2 separate regions of the Mus musculus genome follow, and region 2 is linked to region 1. Evidence: chromatin contacts called from public Hi-C data. All regions are on one chromosome and are shown on one strand. Each heading gives the region's core, a stretch centred on a gene start, on an enhancer-like site or on the middle of the called end of the contact. The rest is flanking DNA. Distances are from core to core; before and after follow the strand shown. Region 1 holds the start of Shisa9 (shisa family member 9). Region 2 overlaps Shisa9 (shisa family member 9).

Region 1 (6,945 bases), core at 2,978-5,477:
TGCTGAGATTTGAACCCAGGTCCTCATCCTTGCCCCGCAGGCACTCTTTCCCACTAGGCCACCTCCCTAGTCCTTACATGATGGCATGGGTTCTCCCCACCCCTCCTGGTGGCTGTCCTCCTCAGCCCAGAGTCAACCAGGCCATATTGCAAGGACTCCAAATGTCCATTCTGACGTGCTGGGGGCCTCCATTAGAAAACACAAGTTTCCCAGTCACTGCCTGACACCTGTGTGACCTTGGCAAGGTGCTTCCCAGGCAAAATGAGAACAAACCCCACATCTGTATCCCTGAACTCCTGGTAACCACTAAGAGGCTGTGGCTGGCAGGTGAACTGCTGCTGGAATGTGCCTCACCTTAGAGCAGCCCCTTTGCCTCCAAGCTTGGTGCACTGGTCCCCACTGGAGGATCACTTAGCACCATCAAGCAAAAGCTAATGAGTCAGTTGCCATACTGGGCTCCAAAGGATTCAGTCCTTAAGCAGCATAGGATGCAACCAGAGGGGCCTGGGGACAGCCCAGGTGCCACAGAAGCGTTATACAAGTGGAGAGAACTAGCTCCCGACTGCAACAAGAGTCACACTGTCCTCTGCTCTTCTCTTGAGTTAACTCTGCACTTCCTCCCTTCCAGTGTTTCTCCTGGATCTCACAGTCACTGAAAAAGAGTGCTAAAGAAGAGGTCTGAGGCCCACTCTAAATATACTATTTATTAATCGCCATAGAAAGAGCTGAAAAGTCTGTACCCTGGGAAGCTCCCCAGATCCTGAGGCTGGGCCTCAAATACAAGTGGGTTGGATCCAGAATTACCATCAATGTCACAATTTTCTTCTAACTGCGTGACTTTAAGCAAAGCCCCTTCGCCTGTGCCATGATTTTCTCCCATGAAAATAGGGAATTAAAATAGCAGCCATGTCATAGGCTAGCTGGGAGAGCTGAGTTTATACACACACACACACACACACACACACACACACACACACACACGCACGCACCCACAAGCACACAGGCACACACACCGCACAGTGCCTGGCACCTAGCCCTGTGCCCAGCAGGTGTTCGCTCTGGTCTCTTCACAGAGTTTGAATGAACATGAGAATCACCTGGAGAGCTTTGCCAGCCCTGGTGCTTGGCTCCCACCCCACATTCTAATTTAAAGTCAAAGGGGGTGGGGCCCCTGGCAACAGGGACTTGCAGTACAGGTGGTCTCAAACAGCAGCATGCTTGCTTGAAAAGCATATCTAAGAAGCTGCCTGTGACATAATCCAGTCTTCTCCCTTGCCAAGGCCAGGCACTTCCACTGAATTTTAAAATTCATGAATGTTTATAGGAGGAACCTAGTTAAGTACCTAGCTCTGGGTACTCCTGGATGTGGCCTCCAAACAGACTTTACTTAGAATCTGCAGAAAAAACTGGAGTTGATGCCTCTAAAAAGAGCTGCCTGCGAGGAGGGGTTGAGACAGGAAACTGAGTTCCCACTGAGCCTCTGAGTATCAATGGAGAGCGAGGTTGACCTGCGCACCCAATCCACGGGAACTTGAAGCTGTAGCCTCACCCACAAACCTGCCAGGAGTAGCTCCTCTTCCCACCAAATCCCAAAAAGGGAAACTCTAGAACTTAGCAAAAAGGCATGGGGGAGATTTCAGCCCAAGTTAGGGTGACAGCAAGACAGCTTTCCTGTCTGAGTACTGGCTCCCTGCATGGCAACATGCATCCAGGGCAGACCTGCATCCATTTCTCACTCTCACCCTAAGGACAACAGAAGATGTCCCTGGATAGAGCTCTCCTAAAGTGAACCCCCTGGGAAGCTGGAGGTAGAGCACCTGGGAGTAGCAGGAGGTAGGCTGGGTCAGCACCTTTTCTTGGTTCCAGTTTCCTGGGTGCCCTGGGAGCTTATTTTTGTGCCCCAAGAAAACACCATCTACCACTAACCCAAACTGAGCAGAACTTCCCCACCTTCCCTCCAGATCCCTTATCTCTGGGAAAAGGAAAAACTCATTGGATACTCTTTCTCATCATATACACAGAAAATGATTACCAGTGGGGTGGTAATGTTCCTTTGCCTATTTTTGCTAGGTCTCTTTGTTCAGATTTTTAGGCATGTACACAGATAGCATGCACACACGCACTTGTGAGCTAGCACGCATACACACACACACACACACACACACCCTACGTGGGGGAGGAGGGTGTTGGAGAGTGAAGAGAACACTGTGACTTCAATGCCCAGACTTAAAATCAGTTGGACTTTGGCTCCAGCCATCCTGCTGTCATCTGGCCCACAGTTCTCCTTGCATCCCTCTCACTCAGACCTCATGCTAACCCAGCATCTCTCCCCTGGCTCCTGGCTTACTCTGCATCCTTCACCTCCAAAGTTATTGAGTTCTGGGAATCATTTTAGACACTTGGGGGAGGGGTTAAACAAAAAGGCAAATAGCTCCCTTAATCCCCAAATGCTTTCTCCCATCTGCTGCGACTTTGCCAGTGATAGGACTTGCATAATGAATAAAGGGAAAGGCAAAGTTGATGAATCAAGGTGCTTGAAGGGTGGAGGGGGCCCGTGGAGTCATCTCCAGGCCAGGCAAGGTGTGCAGCGTTGTGATGGCTGCAGCACAGAGAGGAATAGATGGTGAGGGAGAAATGGAATGGGGAAAGAAGAGGTTCTAATCAAGGACCCTCAAAGCTCTGGGGAAGCGCCAGCACTAGGAGGCTTTGGTTCTGGTGCACTCTCCCTAACCTTTGCTTCATTTTCGCTAGTGTACAAGTTGCAGGAGGTACTCACTCTTTCCCTCCGTTCCTCCCTCCCTCCAACACACAAGCACACGGATCATACACGCCCCCCCCCCCACTTCCTTTCAGGTTCGCCTGCCTCTGTTTACCTCCATAAATGGATCCTCTCCCCAAAACGCAAGAGTTTAAAGACCCGGCTATGTGTCTCAAGACCCACCATCATATCTGGTGAGAGGGAACAGGAGGTGGGCGAGGGGAAAAGAGACTTTCCCCTTCCACACTCGGCCTTCACTCCCACCTGTGCTGAGCCCAATGCCTTGCTTGGCTCAATGCTACAAGGGAAAGTTGTCGTCCTGGATGACATTCCCCAATCGGAGACCTTGGGGTGGAGGGAAGCACGGCTGGGGAATGTTGGAGATGGATGGGAAAGGAAAGTGGACCCAAAGAGGGGGGCGAAGGGGAGGCAGCCCACCTGGACATGTGTTCCCTTTGGGGCCGGTGCGCTTTCTCCAGCCCCAGCTTGGTGAAGATGCCCACCAGCACCATGACAGCCACCACCCCGCAGATGATGTAGACGATAAGGTTGGTCTTGTCCTTGGTGGGGTCGTGCAAGGGGTCATCCTTACGCGCTGGGGGCTTGCCCGTGTTAAGCCAGAGTGGCGTGTCGTAGTTGGTACAGGTGCTCTGGTTCAGTCGCCGCTTCTTAAACGTGCAGCAGAACCGGAAGCCACAAGTCCCGCAGCAGAAGATGAAGTCGCCCGAGCTGCAGTTGAACGGCGGGTCCCACTGGCCCATGACATCGAAGTAGCCCCGACAGGAGTCTGGCGTGGGCGCTCGAGTCGGCGGTGCGTCCGAGCCCCCGACGCCCTCGCCGGCCTCTCCGGAGGCGGCTCCGGAGCGGTTGCCCCCTGTGAGCAGCAGTACGCCGCCCAGTTGCGCTAGCTGCCCGTGCCCAGATCGCTCCTGCGCCCGGCACATGCGGGCACACAGCTCGGTGAGGAAGCAGCCGAGAAGCAGCCGAAGGACTCGGCGCATCGTGTCTCCCAACCCGGGCTGGAGCGCTCGGCCGCCGCTGGAGCCGCTACCGCCGCCTCTGGACGCGCGGCCGAAGCTGCCGAGGCTGCTGGCGGGGGCTGCGGGCCGCCGCTGGCCGCACATGCAGGGAGGCGGCGCGGGGCGCTCGGTGGTCGGCGGCCACTGCGCTCGGCTCAGACTGCGTTCGCCTCCAGCGCGACGCGCGCCGAGGAAGGGGGCCGGCCGGGGAGGAGCGCGCCGGGGCCGGGCGGGGACGGAGCAGGAGCGGGGGCCAGCGCGGGGTGCAGGTCCTGCTGGCCACCGGGGGAGGCGGGGGTGGAAAACAGGAGAGAGTCGCTGTGTCCGTAACTCCCTTCCACCCGCCACCCGGGACTCGGCTCCCCACGTCCGCTCGCTCGCAGGATGCTCTTCACCTCTCTAGCACGCCAAGTGCGCTGGAGAGAGAGAGAGAAGCGACACTTGTGGAATGAAGGGAGGGCCAGAGGGAAGGGGGAAGGGGAGGAGGGCGGATAGAGGAGGGGTGGTGGTGAGCGCTAGCTCGAAAGGGGCGGGGGCGCGTAAAGAGGTGACTCGGGCGGGCGGGGGCGAATAGGGGGCGTGCAGAGAGAGCTCGGGCAAAAGCAGCAAGCTCCACCGCTGCCAGGCTCGAAAGAACAGCTCTGATTTCTCGGCAGGTGGAAAGAACCACGGCCGGGACCTCTGGCACCCTCTCGGGGAGAAAGGTGCTCCTCACCCCAAGCAAAGACTCAGAGGTGGTTCCGCCCTCGATTTCCCCCCCTAGGGGTGCGTGCGCAGGAGCTGCGATTGCAATCTGTCGATCAGGGAAGGGGTGACTAGGAGAATCGGGACAGATTAGATGGCTTGCTCACTCCAAGACACACTAGAAGCAGTGTAGACAAGATCTCCCTCCTCCTCCCGGGCGTGCAGGAACTGCCTTGCCCTTTCCGGGGATGCGACCTCATGCCTGGCGCGAGCCTGGGATGGTTCGAGTCCCTGAACAGAGAAGAGGCTGGAACTGGGAAGGTGGGTTAGGTGTCAAACCCCTTGGGCTGTGGTAAGCACCCCAGAACAGGGGCTTGGGAACTCATATTAAAAGCTGGGTGGTCTGGCGAGGCGGTCAGCGGACAAAGCGAAGGCAATGGCTCACCCTGGAAGGGCTCTCCTAAGAACTCCCCTAGCCCTTAGGACCTGCCGCTTTCTGTCCCTCTTCGCCCCCGCAGCGAACGCTGAGCTCCACAGGAGGGCACACAGCGGCGCCGCCTCTGCGCTGGCAGTTTTGGCGCAGCGCAAGGCCTGGGCACTCATCCTCAGCCACTCGTTTCTGCAGCCCGCGCGACAGTCTCCAGAGCAGGCTGTCCCCTGTCCCCACGGAGCCCCCCTTCCCCGACATCCTCACCGAGGTTGTTTCCTTGGCTCCCAGCATCTCTTCTCAACCTTTCCAAATTTGTTCTCTCTTCCTTTCTCCTGACTGATTCCTCCCAGCCCTCCATAAGCCCTCGACCATTTCTCCTATTTCTTCCTGCCCTCTACTTGAATTTGATTTCAATAGCCCCTAAATCAGGATTCACATCAAAGCTGCTAAGCTAAATTTATATCCCCACACGCCCTGGCGTTTTGTTTTTTAATTGTATTAACTGAGTATGCTCTTTGCAGTAGGCTGGGTGAATCACAGAGGAAGCAATGTTTTCTGTTCCCTCTCCTCTTGTTTGGTTTCAGCTGCAGGACTCTTGGGGGAAATTTTCAAAGGACCACGAAGTTGGGCCACATGTAAAATGGTCTGCTGGGATCCTCTTAATTGATAATTTATGAGAGGATTTATTAAGACTGTGTGGCAAGTTTTTTCCAAATCAAAGGGTTTGGCTAAACTCCCCCTCCCTTTGATGAAAGAAGATTTACAAATGCAGCCCAGGGCCACCTTGGTAAACCACACCAGGTCTTAGAGCCAAGACTGACTGCAGTAGAATGTACTCCAACCCATCCCCCACTGTGAAAAGGAAAGAGAACTGCCAACCAGCTTCCTCACCATAGGACCCTGCAAATAGGGTGGGAGGCATATTTGTCATACTGGCAACCCACAACTGCTACCACCTTGTCCATCCCATAAACATTGGTGTGGGAGCTGATGGCAGCTGACATTTCTCTGTGAGTTATAGCACAATCCCTAAGCTTGCTTTTATTAAAAATCAATAACTACTGAGTACCAGACAACCTGGGGTCTTGTAGAGGAATCAGTGAGCTCAGGGGCTCCCTTAATTCTCTGCTTCTTGGTTAATATTATCTTCCCAATAGCAATGAGAGAAACTGAGCCTCAAAGCAATGAGAAAGCTACCCAGGGAGTTTGTGGAGTGAAAGCTATTGACATTTTACCCAGGAACTATGCTTCCAGAGTCTGTGACTGGCCACTTCCTGTCCCTTCCTAACAGACATGCACCCCACCTTTGATTACGTGTTTCTATCTTTAATGTCTCCAAGCACTGCCATGTAAATAACATGACTAAAATGGCCTTGATAATCTGTGTTCCCAGGCACACAGACAAAAACGAATTGTGAAGTATGTTAGCTAGGTGTTTAGTTAATTAAGATTTTTAACAAGTTATGAATCATGAAATTACTTGTCATGAAAGCAAGAGGACCTGAGTTTACCCCCTCAAACCTACATGAGGAAGCAGAGTGTGGTGGCACATACTTAGAATCACATAGCTGGGGGAGAGGACACAGGCAGACCCCTGGGACACTTGGGCCAGCTGTCTTAACCTACTGAGGGGGATCTCCTGACAAAGGGATGGGGTGCTGGAGAGATGGCTGAGCAGTTAGGAGCCCTTACTGTACTTACAGAGGACTCAGCACCCAAATCAGCTGATTTACAGTTTCCTACAGCTCCAGTACTGGTACATGGCACTCTCTGGCCTGCACCGGAACCCACATGCACTTGCTTCACATAAATTCACACAAACACATAAAAAGATAAATCTTTTAAAAATTAAGTTCTTGAGGAATGACACTTGAGGTTGTCATTTGGCCTCAGCACACACAGCTACACATGTGTGTGCACACCTGCACCCATGGGAATATGCCTATCCAGAAAGAGAGAGAGAGAGGGAGAGAGACATGAAGGGGTTAGAAAGAGATCTTTAAGAAATTGTTCGATCTGGGACAAAAAAGAGGAAAGGAATGCCCAGAGCACGC
Region 2 (6,614 bases), core at 2,986-5,485, 110 kb before region 1:
ATAAACAGAATTATGTGCCGTGCATCCTTCTCTGCCTGCCTTCCTTCTCTCAGCACAGTGTCGCTGAACACACCCATCCTGGTGCACAGGTCCCAGTGTACTCGTTCACACTGCTGTTCTACCCCACCAGCACTTTATCTATTCATATAAACAGGGACTGGGAAGATTTTCCACCTTAGCACTGTTACAAATTATGGCCGTTAGTATACAAGTCTGTGTGTGGACAGAAGTTTCCATTTACCATGAGAAAGAACTTAGGATTCCACGTGAGGGGTTACAAGGTTAGCTCCGGACTAACTTCATTTTTAAACTATGAGACCCCTTTTGGTTGTAGCCTTTTACATCCGCAGCATATGAGAATTTAGTTACTCTGCACTTCTGCTTTACTGGACGGTGCTGCTCTTTATAGTGTTAACCATTGTGATAGACAGTTCTTTGTGGCAATTTTGACTTGAGTTTCCCTGGTGGATAACAGTACTAAGTATTTTTTTCAGGAGATTTATGTGTAATTGATATGTCTTCCATAGTGTGATACTTATTCATATTTTTCCCCACTGAAGTCTAGTTTGAATCATAATACAAGACCTTTGTGGTAAAGATGTATGTACTCCAAAATACTGCGGTCCATGAGAATGCAGCCTTCTCTGAACTGAGTTCTCTAGACTAACACCTATTTCTAATGTGGATGGTGGGTCTGTAAATGGGGTAGGCATGTGGACATAGAGTTGGAAAGACCTGTCTTGTTATCACAAACCAACCCCTAACTAGCTGGTTGTGGGTCATTTTAAATTTACAACTCCCATTTCAGTTGTCTACAAAACAGAACTGATGTAGTCACTCTTTGTCATCAGGAGAGCAGAAGCCAAGATTTGTATGGTATGTGTTAGCCGTGCCATGTGTAAAGTGATTTATTCTATCCCAAGAGCACCAGGCATCCATTGCCTCAGTGATGCTGCCTTAAAAGACATGCCCAAATAGCGCAGCTTTTTAAAAAGGACCAGTGGCCTTGGCAAGGATCACATATCCAGTCTGTTCAGCTCTTTCCCGTGTCCAGAACAGGCTGGCTGTTGACTGATTCACAATGATCTTGGATGGTACAAAGGAGTGCCCGGGCTCATGCTCCTGTGTCTCTCATCCTTCAACAAGTTAGTCTAGGAGTGTTCTCTTGGAAGCACCGAGGTGCAAGACAGAAAGCAGAAACACACAAAATCCTTTGGCTCTAGACTTGGAACTGGCAGACTGTTCTACCACATTCTTTTGGCCAAAAGAAAAGCACAGGGCCAGATCAACTCCACAGGTGGAGAAATAGCTTGTACTTCTTTGGAAATACAAACTCCAAAATCACAGGGAAACTGTGTAGTCTCAGGGAGGAGCTAGATCTAGCATTTTAATTTGGAAAAAAATAATGTAATTTCCAAGTGATCCAAACAGTTACCCCGCCCCCCGCCCCCCCCCACCCCCCATCCCCACTCCCGCCCCCAGCCATCATAGCGCTTGAAGTCTGAATGGAACACAATATCTAGGATCCAATTGCTTCCAATCTCAGAGGGAAAAAGAGCATCCCAGTGACCTGACTTCTGTCAGATGTGTATAATACCCACTCATTAACAAGTCTAGCAGGACTAAGAGGTGAGACCAAAGCTAAAAAGTTAGATCATTGTTATGTCATGCTCATGGTGCTCCCAACCCCACCTCCACTAGCTCTGTGTTCCTCTCTGTCTTCAGATGGCAGTATACTAACAAGCACCTTTCGCTCCAACAACTATGGGCTAACCCACATTGGACTCCAATCCTGAAAACAATCACTGGTAAGTTGAAAGAAACAGATCCGACCTAACTATGGATCCCTACTGGGATGCTTGACCTCCTCATAGTGACAATTTGAATTCATCTCTCCATCTATAGACTTAACAAGGGGAACCCTGGCAGCTTAATTTTACAACAGGCACCTCCACTGCCATGTGGGCAAACACCTACAGGGTCCTTACCACTAAACAGTGTTTTCAATATATATGGGCTCCTGGTCCAAGCATAACCTGAATCATTTCTTAAGAACTTGAAACTGGTTTATATATACCCTTCTGATGGCTGGCCCTAGAGTAGTTTGGGAAGTGTAGGCTGGCAGCATCTGCCCATTGTGAAGGGAAAGATAGGCTTGCTGGGGTATATCGAAAATAAAGCAGAGTAAAGCATAAAATACAGATTCAATTCCTGGTTCTGTGTTATTCTGTTTCTTCCTTATTCAGTTCCCAATGCTTTAAATTTCCCTTGCAGAACCGCCTCCCCAGTCCCTTAGTCTAGACCATTTGCACAACCAATTTCTGAGGGAGGGTTTGTCACCACCAAGCCAAGCAACAACATCTTCCTTGGGCCACAACTACAATCCCAGATGTGAATATATGATTCAGATAGAGTCAGTTCATCCCAGGATTTAAGCTGGCAAGACTAGGAGAGAGACCTCCTTATCTATATTAGACTTGAAGCTGGATGACTTGAGCCAGAAACTGGTGGCCACCATCCGGCTTTCACAGGAAGACAGGCTACATGAAAATGGAAACAACACAGCAGAAGATAGGGCTGGGGGATGGGAATAAGGTCTTGCTAACTGCATGCAAGTTCCTCCATCCAGCTCCAGCCGAATCAAGATCTTCAGGGAATTTACTAGTTCCAAATCAATATGTTTCTTTTACCCTGTATTATTTTGTGTGTGCTAGGGACTGAACCCAATGCCTTGAACAATTTGTCTCTTAGCAATACTTTCATGTGTGTTTATCCATGTTTTTTGCTCCTGTGTACTTCTCAATCCTCTTGCACATAGTCCTCACACAGCCTTTATGCATATACCTGAGTGCACATGTGAGAGAGCATATGCAGTATTTTCCCTTATATCGTAAATTATTTTGTCACAGAAAATGGGAACCTGAGTTTTCTCTTTTTTACAAAAGTCCTAACTATGGCCTTTCTGAAGCCTCGATCGTGCATGACCCCTCCAGACTGTTCCTTAGTCTTTTCTTTCAGCTTAGAGGCTGGAGGGCTTTCACAACAGTCCAGAGTCCTAGTTCAGCTCCCTTCCACTGTCATTATATAAGGATGGAAGGCAAGGATGCTCCAGTACACCCAGTGCTCTGCACAGGGCACTACTCCTAGGTGCTTTAATTCTACATTTGGCCTGCCCTGGTGTAACACATGCAACCTTAAAACTCTCTATCCTGGGCAAAAATCACACAATAAAAGCTGCAGGACTTATGGGAAGTCGGGGAAGGGGCACAACAGTTATATACTTTATCAGTGACATAGTAAAAAGAAACAAGAACCTGATTTAAAAAAAAAAAAGTAGTACCATTTTTCCATGTGTTGAGTGGCTTTAAATTGTGTAATTGCATCAATAAATATTGTTTTACTCCAAAAGCCTGAGGTTGGGTTACAGAAGCAGGTCCTGAGAGACAGCTGTAGTTTTGTGAATTTTGTGAGGCAATGGAAGCCACAGAGGAAGCTGTGACTCCAGAAGGGGGAAGCTGTGACCTAAGGAGGGAGAAGCTGTGACCCCAGGAGGGGTTTGGATGGCCGTGGAGCTGTGTCTAAGCTGTGCTCCTGACTACACTGCTCTCTTCCTGTGTGGCTCAGCTCCACTCAGGAGTTTTCCGCAGTCACCACTTGTTTTTTACTCTAGGAAGTTTCACATAAGCGACGTGAAATCCACATTATGTTCAAATCACTTCCTACTGCATCAGTCTCACTGGAGCAAATCCAAGTTTTCCCAACACATGTTGTCATAAGAAGCCTCACATGAGCCTAATGTATTCATTTTTCATTTTCAAAGAGAACACACTGAGCCTCAGAAAACCAGTGAATGGGGAGCTCTGGGACTATCGTCCAAGTATCACCCAGTGCTCACATGCTCCTGTCACTGGCCTGGCCCACCTGAACCCCAGGCTTTCTTTTGGCACGTGTTTAAACCTACTGAGTCTCAAGGATGCTGGTATCCTGCAACTGAGACCTCAGTGAGTCTCCAGAACTCTGCAGGCCTCAGGTTCCTCCTCTGTCCGATGCTGCACTGCCTGCCCCAGGCCAGGGAGTTCATCTGAGATGGGTCCACATCCTTTGCCACTCATCCACCTCAATTGTGACATGAGTTGGCTGAACATGGGAAGTCGCACATATTGTGCACTACAGCCCATGTGGCTTACACTGCATGATAACTGACATTCATATAGCACGCACCATTGAACAGAAGAGGAAGCAAAGGCCTGCAGAGTGCAGAAGAGTTCCTAAGGTCACAGATAAGGCAGCAACTACAGAGGGATGTAAATCTGGAACTGTGGGTAATTTTGCAACATGCCTGGAGTAAGACCCACAGCAGCCATGGTCCTCCCAGGATCTGTTTGAGTCACTGTGTATTCCAATGACCCCCTCACCATCAACTTAATAGTAAAGGCTTTCCAAGCCATGGATTCTGCAAAGTCTGCCGGCATGAAACCAGTAGCTACTCATTCTAACATTGAGTAACAGCCCTGTTAGGAGCCAAGGTAATCGATTGCTTAACCAATATTTCCTGAAAATTCTCACCAGTGACTCCTTGCCTTCATGCCATGACAAGGCCATCTGGGATTCATTTCCCTTGATGCATTCTTCTCCTACAGAGGTCCTCCTAGAGCTTCCCTGTCCAGAAAGCAGAACTTAATTCTTTTCTACCATCATCAAAGACAAAGTCGAGCCTCTGGTCCACAGGCAATAACTCACTTCCCCAAGTCCCACTGTTAATGAAATTCTAGTGAAGGGTGTTGCTACTCACTCATGGGGCTCAGATCCCAGCCTGAATGCTCTTGGAGCTGGCTCTGAAATTGAGTTTGAGCAGTGTCTATGTCAGTGATCTAGTGTGGTGAAGAGATACCATGACCACAGCAGTTCTCATAAGGAAAGCTTTTAATAGAAGCTGGCCTACAGTTTCAGAGGTTTAGGCTGTTGTTATCATGATAGGGAGCATGGAGGCATGCAGAAAGACATGGTGTTGTGGGAGAAGCCAAGAGTTCTATATCCAAATCCATGAGGAACAGGAAGAGAGAGAGAGAGAGAGAGAGAGAGAGAGAGAGAGAGAGAGAGAGAGAGAGAACCACTGGGCCTGGCTTGGGCTTTTGAAATCTCAAAGCCCACCCCTGGTGACACACTTTCTCGAACAAAACTATACCCCCCTAATCCTGTCCAAGTAGTGTACTTCCTGACGACTAAGCATTCAAACATATGAGCCTATGGGGCCCATTCTTATTCAAACCACCACACGTGGATATAAACTTATTTGGGAGGCAATCTCAGGAACAGGAGTAGAGAAGTCAGTCAAGCTAACACTTATGAACAACTGAGGCTCATTCCTGCTAAAGCTGCCAGGACAGGCTGCATCAGAGAGCTCAGAATCCTCTCACTCAAGGAATAAGGAAGCTGATCAGCCACCATTAACTTAGCTCTGTCTCCAGGAGCATCAACTCTCCTGATTCTTCCAAACCAGCTCATCTGCAAGAGGCCATACCCAGCAAAGCCCTCAAGACAAATGAGAGGTTTTGTGGTAGGATAGAATCAATGTATCTGGGCTTTAAGTACTGATAGGTCAAAGATAACTGCTACACCTGGTTCTTGGTGAATGCTCCATTCTACAAAGTCCTTCAGAACTACTAGAATTAGCTGTGAGTGATGCCGCAGATAGCAGTGTCTAAGTACTTACTGTTTTCTGGTCATATAGCTAAACACCTGCTGAAAATTACCCGTCCACAACAACATCATAGGGTTGATACTATAACAACCTCTCATTTACAGATGAGACAACTGAGCCTTGGAAGGGTTGGATAAAATTCCTATGGTCAGAAGGCTGGGAAGAGGCAATCTTGAGATTTGAGACCAGCCTCCTCTGAGTGCCTTTGCCTTTCTATGCATGCACACTGGCAGAAATCCTAAGGGTGATGGGAACATGTGATACTGCAGGATAAGAAGAGAGGAAGGTATGTGGCAGGAAGGATGTGTGTGGAAACCTCTTCGCCACTGACTCCCTTCCTGTATCTCCCAGGAACAGCATTTCAATGTACTTTCAGGAAACAACTCCTTCCCCAGTCAAACCCCATGCATTTCTGAAGAGCTGACAATACACTGGGATCCCCAACATGACCCAGGCCTGACCAATCCAAGCATTCCAACGCTGCCTCTAGGTCACATGACCTCTGCTGCTGCAGCAATTGCAATCTGTGGTATAATGGCACACTTTCACCTAGGAAGAAGCTCTCTGTCCATGGAGGTTGCTGGACTGAGTGACATACACTACCAAAGACTGCCATTACCTGCCTAAGAAGGGAGTCAGAAGTCAAGCAAACTTTACCAAGGCTTTATCCAGCTCACTAAAATGATTCGTGTTGGGTGCCTAGCTTGATAAATGTTGACACATGCATTGATCCAGGAACACCAAGACATGTGAGAGACAGAACACAACACCAGAGAAAGGTGTTTCACGCCCGGTGGCCACATTATCTGAGCAGTTTCCCCTTCTAAGAGTCTCTCCGTGAATACAGCTGCACAGTACACACTCTCCATGCCTGTATTGTCTCCTTGAATACAGTGCGCCTGAGAGTCACCCA

Evidence for each region. Hi-C and Micro-C count contacts between places; a contact is called where the count stands out from the background.
Region 2: a Hi-C map of bone marrow-derived macrophages shows a contact between it and region 1, with 2.1 times the contacts expected there. The contact joins the enhancer-like site here to the promoter of Shisa9 in region 1. A contact is called at or near these places in 5 of 39 promoter capture datasets (the HPC-7 cell line, HPC-7-derived erythroid cells, embryonic stem cells and 2 more), 7 of 484 Hi-C or Micro-C datasets (the HPC-7 cell line, bone marrow-derived macrophages, cerebral cortex and 3 more), 4 of 115 datasets of contacts at active chromatin or transcription factors (astrocytes, bone marrow-derived macrophages, embryonic forebrain and 1 more) and 2 of 9 other capture datasets (adipose tissue and macrophages).

What each region holds. Positions count from the first base shown.
Region 1 is chr16:11,981,395-11,988,339 of GRCm38.p6, reverse strand. It overlaps Shisa9 (shisa family member 9), which reads right to left and starts at 4,227. Exons shown (of 5, transcript NM_028277.2): 1 at 3,197-4,227. The coding sequence starts at 3,759. Gm32278 (predicted gene, 32278) reads left to right here and starts at 4,595. Exons shown (of 2, transcript NR_155455.1): 1 at 4,595-4,782.
Region 2 is chr16:12,087,937-12,094,550 of GRCm38.p6, reverse strand. The region is part of intron 2 of Shisa9 (shisa family member 9); the gene reads right to left. Among named protein-coding and RNA genes, the nearest start is that of Shisa9, 110 kb to the right of the region's middle. Within about 2 kb of position 4,235, at least 12 of the 459 cell types and tissues checked have an H3K27ac peak or open chromatin away from gene starts, as enhancers often do. A contact at or near this core is called in bone marrow-derived macrophages, where this site is marked.